2 separate regions of the Mus musculus genome follow, and region 2 is linked to region 1. A link is a contact called in public Hi-C data. All regions are on one chromosome and are shown on one strand. The core of a region is the stretch at or near the end of the contact, and the rest is flanking DNA. Distances in the headings are between cores, read along the strand shown.

The links. Hi-C and Micro-C count contacts between places; a contact is called where the count stands out from the background.
Region 2: a Hi-C map of the N1E-115 cell line shows a contact between it and region 1, with 3 times the contacts expected there. The contact joins two enhancer-like sites. A contact is called at or near these places in 1 of 39 promoter capture datasets (hippocampal neurons), 1 of 15 datasets of contacts at CTCF or cohesin (the NIH/3T3 cell line), 10 of 484 Hi-C or Micro-C datasets (the HL-1 cell line, MC3T3-E1-derived osteoblasts, the N1E-115 cell line and 5 more) and 1 of 115 datasets of contacts at active chromatin or transcription factors (extraembryonic endoderm stem cells).

What each region holds. Positions count from the first base shown.
Region 1 is chr6:36,686,967-36,691,117 of GRCm38.p6, forward strand. No RefSeq gene overlaps it. Among named protein-coding and RNA genes, the nearest start is that of Ptn, 120 kb to the right of the region's middle. Within about 2 kb of position 2,840, at least 2 of the 459 cell types and tissues checked have an H3K27ac peak or open chromatin away from gene starts, as enhancers often do. A contact at or near this core is called in the N1E-115 cell line, where this site is marked.
Region 2 is chr6:36,971,274-36,975,722 of GRCm38.p6, forward strand. It overlaps Dgki (diacylglycerol kinase, iota), which reads right to left. Exons shown (of 34, transcript NM_001081206.2): 22 at 3,874-3,974. Among named protein-coding and RNA genes, the nearest start is that of Gm52857, 70 kb to the left of the region's middle. Within about 2 kb of position 1,423, at least 7 of the 459 cell types and tissues checked have an H3K27ac peak or open chromatin away from gene starts, as enhancers often do. A contact at or near this core is called in the N1E-115 cell line, where this site is marked.

The DNA.
Region 1 (4,151 bases), core at 1,590-4,089:
ATGTAACTCTTACCTAATAATTATCATAATTGTTTCATAATTGTTACTGCTATATGTTATTTATTATTATAAGAGCAAGAGTCTTTTTATTTAGACAAAAGCTGGGAATTGTTGAGGTTGTGTCTGTTGCTATGTATTGTAATGCTAAATATTGGCCCTGTTTGCCTCAGGGTCAAGGAGATCCTCACAATACAACAAGTGAAGCTGTGTGACCTTGCACCTTAAAAAAACAAACAAACAAACAAAAAACAAAACCGGCCAGGCTGTGGTGGTGCACGCCTTTAATCCCAGCACTCAGGAGGTAAGCAGATTTCTGAGTTGGAGGCCAGTCTGGTCTACAAAGTGAGTTCCAGGACAGCCAGGGCTACACAGAGAAACCCTGTCTCGGAAAAACAAACAAACAACTATGGTTGAATAAAGATGCCTATGGCCTGTAGCTGGCCAGAAGAGAGGTAGGTAATGCTTATGTTCCCAACCTTGAGAGATGAAGACAGAGGAGAAGATTCTGTGGGATACATGAATAATGGAGACATGGCCATGAAGGCTGGCCAGTTGGAATAAGAGCAGCCCAGGCAAAATGAGACAAGTTTTATCATGGAATTATTGACAGGGATGTAGACAAAATAACTTAGAGGGTTGATATCTGCCCAGCTCTAACGCTTAAAAGCTTGTTGTAAGTATAAAGGTGATGTGTCTTCTGCTTGGGAACCGAATAATCAACAGTGGGGTGGAAACCCCCAAATAATTTTACTACACTCGTATATGATATTTAAGTATATAAGTATAAGATATATAAGTAGTGAGGAGTATATGGGATAGTTTGGAAGGAAGAAAAAGAATGGGGAAATGATATAATTATTTTATAATATTGAAAAATAAAAGTGCAAGAGTCCTTGGTGATATGGGCATAATGGAGGACCTGTACTGCCAGATCTTGACAAGTCTGAGGTAAGAGGCTGATGAGTTTGAATCTTACATAAGCTATATAGCAATATCTCATAAAAGAAATCACTTGTATGTTTGGTAGTTTAATAAGGAATGATTGTAAATATTTCTTTTCAAACAAAGCTTTGATAAACAAAGCTTATCAAAAACTAAAATTAAAATAAATATTGATAAAAAATAAATATTATCATGAGTAAGAGTTAACAATGTGGAAAATGCATCTAGATTTCATTAGACCTTCAAAAATAATCAAAAACACTTTAGAAATAAAATAACTCCTAAATTAATCTTACTATTTTTCCTTTAATTGAAAATAGATGTGTGGGTTTTTTCTATATCAGACCTTGATTATGGTTTCCCCTCCCTCTACTCCCAGTTCTTCCCCACTGCTGACATCCAGATCCACTCAGCTTTCATTAGAAAAGAAACAGGAGTCTGAGAGATTATACTAAAGTAAGATAAAACAAAAAGTAACACCTCAGAATAGGACAAAACATTATATATATATATATATATATATATATATATATATATATATATATGACACAATTTAAAACAATAAGGGGCCCCAACCTGACATTATGAGACAAGGAACCACCAAAGAAGTTGCTGAGTTAATGCTATATTGGCCATCTACTGCTGCGCATGCAGCCTGCCCATAAGAGTAATTTTCCCAGTGAGCCTTCCTTGGAGAAAACTAAATTTTTACTTTCAAGTAATTATTCGTCGGAGTTAGCTTCTGGGTCAGGCATGGGGCATGTGTACCTACTCCTTTCAGATCTAGGACCCCATCTGTTATAGTCTCATGCAGTCCCCGTACATGTGGCTTCTGTCACTGAGTTCACATGCACCTCAGACCTGTTCTGTTTTGAATGCCCTTGTTACCTTGGTGATCTCCATCGCCTCTGGCTCTTATACTCTTTTCTGCCTCCTCTTCCACAAGATTTCCCTAACCCTGAGGGAAGGAATTTGAGAGAATTTTCCCATTTTGGCTGAGTGTTCCAAGGTCTCTCAGTGTCTGTGTCATGTCTGGCTGTCTCTCTGTAGATCTCTGTGTTAGCATCTCTCTTCTGCAGGAGAAAATTTCTTTGATGATGGCTAAGCAAGGCCCTGATCTATGAGTAGAACAGAAGGTCATTAAGAGTCCTTTTATTGCTACATGGTTTTAGTAGAATCATAGTATTTGGTTTTACCCTAGGACCCTGGGCTATCTAGTTTCAGATTCTTGGTTAACTAACTCTTATAGCATTAGCCCAGGATCCAAATTAGAACTGTTGGTATGACCTGGATGAGGAGGAAAATGTGTCCCCCTGTCTTATGAGCAATAGAGAGTGTTTCTCTGACCAGCCCTCAGTCTCCTCAGAGCCTTACCTTGGGGATTAGCCAGCTCTTCCTGAAGGATCTCCTCATCTCCTTCCAGCCAGTGATTGATTATACATCTTCATTGCCTAGGCAATTCATGCACAGAATGTAGGATGGACTCAGCAGTCAAGGTAAGAAGAGGAGGGAAAAAAGTAATTTGGGACAAGCTGTGGTTTAGGTAGAAACTGTGTTTTAAACAACAACCCACTGATTCTATGGTAAGCCTGCTTAGCTGTTCAGAGGGTGTGCATGTGTGTGTGTGTGTGTGTGTGTGTGTGTGTGTGTGTGTGTGTGCTGTGTGTGTCTTCTTTCACGCTGAAATGAAAATGCCCTTAAACGTTAGAAATATTCTTTGCAGAGAGAAATAAGCAACCAAGACACTTTCCTCACTGATATCCCCTCCAAATATAAATAGTTTTATAAACATTTAAATATTTTCTCTGTTTCTTGGAAGATTATAAATGAGAGAGAGAGAGAGAGAGAGGGAGAGAGAGAGAGAGAGAGGCAGAAAGGGAAAGAGGGAGAGAGAGTCAGATCACAGGTCCAGTCAACATGGATGCATAAACCTCACACCTGAAACAGAGATTATTTTATTATCACAGAACTAGAAAAAACTGCTGGTTTATAAAATGACTTGCAACCCCAGTCAGCCCTCAAGGCTTTAGGGAAGTTAAGGCTTCCCTCCTCCCATCCTCCTCCCTAGAAATATTAACATAGGGAAAGTGAAAGCAAAGAACTTCAGAATGAGTTGATGGAAAAGAGAGATGTATAGAAAGCCAGAATAAAATTTGGGAGATGGAAATTACCACAGGTCAATGAATGCCTTTGTTGTTCTGGGATGTTCATTTCAAAAAGCAGGAAAATGAAAGATAGGCTATAAAAGTCTCATCAGATTGGCAGCCCCTGGCTCACTGAAGCCCTCTTTTCATCTGCTCTATTTTGGTGTCCACATGTCTTTCCCTCAGAGATCATCTGCCACCAAATTTCATTGGGGGATCCAAACTTCCATTTAAGTAAAGTATACCTCGGAGTGGGAGGATTTTCTTTACAGTAAACTAGAGTCCCAGAGTACTTTTATGCAAACTCTTTCAAAGAACAGTCCTCCCAATCCCGTTGTAAATGTCATTATTTTGCCTATATTACAAGACAGCTTAGCTTCATTAAGTGTCATTATTTTGGATTAGGTTCATCACAATCATTTTAAAACTTCATTCTGAAATTTGTCATGTAAGCTACTCTTCAATTTTTTATCATGTACTAATTCAGTAACTATGTTTTCTAAGTACTTAGTCATATCATTGATTAAAATATAACAAGGGCAAGAAGAATAGAATCAACAATATTGTGTTAGAAATACCCAACATACAGAAAGAGCAACTTAACTCTAGAGTGGTTGCTTGATAACACTCAGAACAATTCAGACTATTTTTCAGTCTATCACTAACCATGAAGTAAGAGGAGCCTTTGTCTAGATGGCATGTAGAAGCCATTACACCTAACATTTCAGCCCTATATTTTTAAGGGCAATATATTTTTATGTATCATTAATCGATAAATCTATATTGCCCACAACCAATAACCACATTAACTTGGCTACAGGATCTAAAACATGGTTAATAACTCATCTTTGATGTCATCCATCTGACACCATAGCAGTGTACTTGGGGAATTTTCTCTTTTTTCTAAAATAAAAAAGCCTTGAAGACGTAATTTTGAATATTGAATGTTCTTCTCGGCACACATATTCTTACCATTTTATTAGCTTCACAATTCCAAGCACCAACATTGTGCATTTCTAATATTTTGGAACGCTGTCATTATGTTGTAAACAACATAACAGTGTT
Region 2 (4,449 bases), core at 173-2,672, 280 kb after region 1:
CTTCCTTCCCTCCCTCCCTCCCTCCCTCCCTCCCTCCTTCCTTCCTTTTTAACATTTTAAAAAAATATTTTATTTATTTACATCTCAAATGTTGACCCTCCCAGTCCCTCCTCCCAGAGTTCTTCACCCCCTCCTCCCTCCCCTTCCCTTCTGAGGGGGTGCTCCCTACCATCCCTCCTCCCTGAGGCATCAAGTCTCTACAGGATTGGGCATCCTCTCCCACTGAGATCAGACAAGGCAGCCCTCTGAGACACAGGCATGAGGCTCCTTTCTTAAGGTAACCTTCAGTCAGCACTTTCCCCAAACCCGCCCCTCTCACTTGCACAGTTTCTTGAAAACGTGGACTCCTTAGACCTTTGTTCCTCTCCCTGGACATGCTCACCGTTTCCCACTTTGGACCCTTTGTCACAGAAACTCCACTGGTGTTGAAATGAGACCCTTTCACACAGGGCCCCTCCCTTGCTTCACATCCCTTTAATACAAAACTCCGAGATCCTCTTTCAATCATCTTACCAATCCAAACTGCCTCCAGTCTTCTGGCTGACCTCTGAGTCCAAAGCTCCCCTGCCACTTGGGGGCTTCTGCTCCCTTTGCCATCAATTCCTTTAAGATGCTTGTCACCACGCAGATGTAAAAGCTCCCCGCACCCCACCCTCCTCCCACGCACAACACACAGGGCCCTGAGTCAGGGGTCTGTATCTCCAGAAAGCTTGTCTCATTTTCCCCAGTGGGTTTTTGGAGACGAATTAAAGGTTGTATTTATTTACTGAATAAAAAAAAAAAATGTGTAGAGTTAGCTGGCATCAAAAGTGCAGTGCAATAAGCCAGGGTAGGATTCAGGTAAATTCAGGTGCAAATTATTATGCACATCAAAGTGTAAGTCCACTTAAGTCTCTGGTAGCTAGAACTACAGCCATGTCAAAAGCTGCGTCTTGGTTCATAGACTGTGTAATTACATTTGTGCTTTACTACTGGATCATTTGAATATCTCATTTAGTTAATGGTAGTGAATTTCTGTTGTCACTCTAAGAGACTTGGCTTAGCTTTTTCCTTGTGCTCTCTCTTCCTATCTTGAAAATCACCTTTACCCTGAGAACTAATAAACCATAAGCAATGAAGAGACAGTTTTAAGTAATAACTAAATTTATCAACAAGTGCTGAGGGCGAGCCTATGGAGCATTTTAGTACCCTATGCTTAGACATTAGGGATAGGCCCATGGGAGAGGTGGAGCTTCATGGAAGAGAGACAGAAAGTGTCTGAGATAGTATAGTTGTGTTTCCATCTGTTGATATAAGCAGAACAGTATGGCACACTGGATTACCAGAAGCCCTGAGTTGAAGATGGCAGCAGGACTGTGCTAGCCAGCAAACATCCAAGGCTGTACTCTAATATGAACAACCATCCAGACACACGTGTAGGAAACAATTATGCAGTGGTGGCAAACAGCCCATGGAGCCTGGATAGATCACTCAGCTCTGTCATCAGGAACTATTATTTTAAATAGCATTACCACTGCTCAGCTGAAACTTTTTACCAATAAAGGAATGCTTCTGGCTGGACTCAGTTTGTTTGTTTTTCCTGAATGCAGATCAGAGTACAATTTTCTGGGGCCCTTTCTATCTAGATGTATTTCAGGAAGTTCATTTAATTAGTGCTTCTAAAATAATATGTGTTTTGGCGTGCACATCACATATGAACTTGAACTGGCCTTCACTCATACTCAGCTTGAGCTCTGTCAGCCATTCTGTGGATCTGTACTCAGTTGCATGGTAGACTCTGTGCAAGGCAAAAGGAGCAGGGGTCAGTAAATCCTTAGCCTCGAGAGTTAAGCTTCCCTGCGCGCCTGCAGGTTCCAAGCATCACCGCCATTCGTTAAAAGCGGAACGGCTGACTTAGCAGCTTTTCCTCCCAATTGATTTTCCTTTCAAACTCAGATCTTTAATATAATTCCTTTCTGTTCCCCTCTAAGAGTTCCCTCATTCTCTTGGCTTCCAGAGATACCGCTGAATTTATCTGTCCTGGGCTCATGCCAAATCACTGTTCCCAATTTAAGAAGTTTGCTTGGACAGAAGTTTTATTATTTAAGATAGGATGAGTCAAGAAAGCCCTTGCCAGGAAATGTCATCTTCCTGGAAAAACTCAAATCACAATTACCTCCAGCAACAATGGAGAGATACAGGCCCAGAGGAGATAACACGGATAATTGAACGTTACAGATAAGCCTCCAAATTCCTGTCAGCCAAAATCTTCAGATGTACCCTACCCCCAGCCAAGCTCTCCAGAGCAGATGATAAGCTGCAAAACCGGCCTTGAGATGCATTGTCTTTTATTGGTTTTTAATAATTGGAAGCTATTAGTGTTTTTAATAATCAGAAGCTATTAGTTCGGAATTGTGAAAAGAGGAGGCACGGAAGGCTGCTCTTTGTGAGTAGTTTCAGAAAGTCAACTTAGTCCAACTGTAGCTATACCTCCTCAATACGTGTGCTTATTCCTCTGTCAGTGGGTTAAATTGGACTTTGTACTAATCTATCATTTATACCCTCATTTATATTAGAAAACATAGTTCATAGTGGATTCTTAACAAAAGGAAGAAATGCAGAGACTCAGAGAATGGCTTCTGTCCTTCAGTTCACACTTTCCTGCCAAAGAAGAGGAGAGGGCGGGACAGAGTTTGTGGGAACTGTAAGGTACTGATGTCTGTGGAAGAGGATGCTCACTGAAGCAGGTGAGAGAGTCAAAAAAGGAGTCTCCTCACACAACTTCCCAGAGGCTCAGTGAACAACCTACCCGGAAAGGCCCCTGGCTCACTGCCGTCTGCAGATACCAGAAAAAACCAACTCTCAACTGAAAGGTCTTCCATCTGATAAAGCTTGTGCCAGTTCAGTTGTAAGTGAGCAGAGCCAGGAAGCGACTCTCCCAGGAAGCCTTGCTGCTCTCCCTATCCAGCATCGTTTTCCCTCATTTTAACTACTGGCCTCTTACAACTCAGGTCTACAGTGAGCCAATTGATAGTGGGCTTGACGAAGCTTTGGTTTCATTAAGTCCCTTCTTTCTAGTGACACTCATGTCTGTTTTCTTGAGCACTGGTCTTTCCTTACCCCATTTTATTGCATCTAACTACTGGTTCCCACAAGTAAGGGGTATCTTAACCCAGAACCTTAAATACATGTTGTACTTATGATAGCAATGTATTATATATTCTGCCCAATGATGTCTAAACATCGATCATGGTGTAGAAACTGATCTAAAGTAGCGGTCAGAATATACACCATATCCAGTAAGTACTGTTTGTTGACATACATTAACAATTAGCTATGCATTCAAGGATATACAAGGAAGTTAAGCATTGACGTAATTCATAGGTTGACTCAAACTACAACTTCAGAAACAGTGTTGCATTATAATATAACCAATCACCCTATTGTCTCGACATTCCAGGATCACGGTCTTTGGTGTGACATCCTACAACAATATAGGAGCTGAAGGGACTGGTGGGCTTGTCCAGATAACTCCACTGATGATCCAGAGCACAAAGCAAGCTCCACAAAGAAACCTGTGGAGATTCCTAAGTTTCTAGATGTTTCTGTGTCAACCTTCTGCAGATCTCGTTTTAGATAAAGCTAAGACTACAGAGGTATGTAATCCAAGAGCACTCATGTCAGAACACCCAGCTCTACCTTTTCCCTTCACTGTTCCCATTTCCTTTGGCTCATACAGAGCATCACCAGGAGCTCCCCTGTCACGTGCACTTCCCTCTTCCCTTCTCCAGCTGCAGTTTTCAGACAGGAGGACCAATGACTCTACCCATCAAAACATGGAGGAACCAAGACCAAAGAGACTCACCAAGTGCCCCTCGGGCACTAGTAACTTACAAGCTTCCCGGAGTTTGTCCTTGTCATAGTGGAGTCCTTCATAGTCTTGTAAACTGATTTTGTTCACACGGATCCTCAGGCGATCTGGGACAGACTGGGGACTGCAAGGCAAAAAGCAAGTGGTCAGATATAGTGCTGGAGCAGAACTGGAAAATGAGAAAGGGTCCTGGAGAGACTGGGGGTGATCGAATCTCCTGTGGGTTAAAAGAAGAGGTTTGTTTATAAACCAGAAATACACAAAAAGTATCTGAAGAGTCCTTTTCTAGAAACCTAATGTAACTGCAATTTAGGTAAGAACAAAGGACTAGGGGGATAAAAGGCTCTGGGAAACATTCCTAGTAATATTTGCTATTAGTTTGCCAAAAGTTCAAATAACTGTGTTTTGTTGTGTAATAAATTAGACACACAAGTAGTGAAAAATAATGAGAACATGTTAGTGCTACAAAATAAAATAGTGGTAACTATGTCTGTAGCAGTCAAAGCTGGAAAATGTACTTAAAAGTACAAACGAGGCATCTACAGTAAACAGGACCAAGTTGAGCCTTCTCATTCTGTTGAGGAGCCTTGGGAAGCACC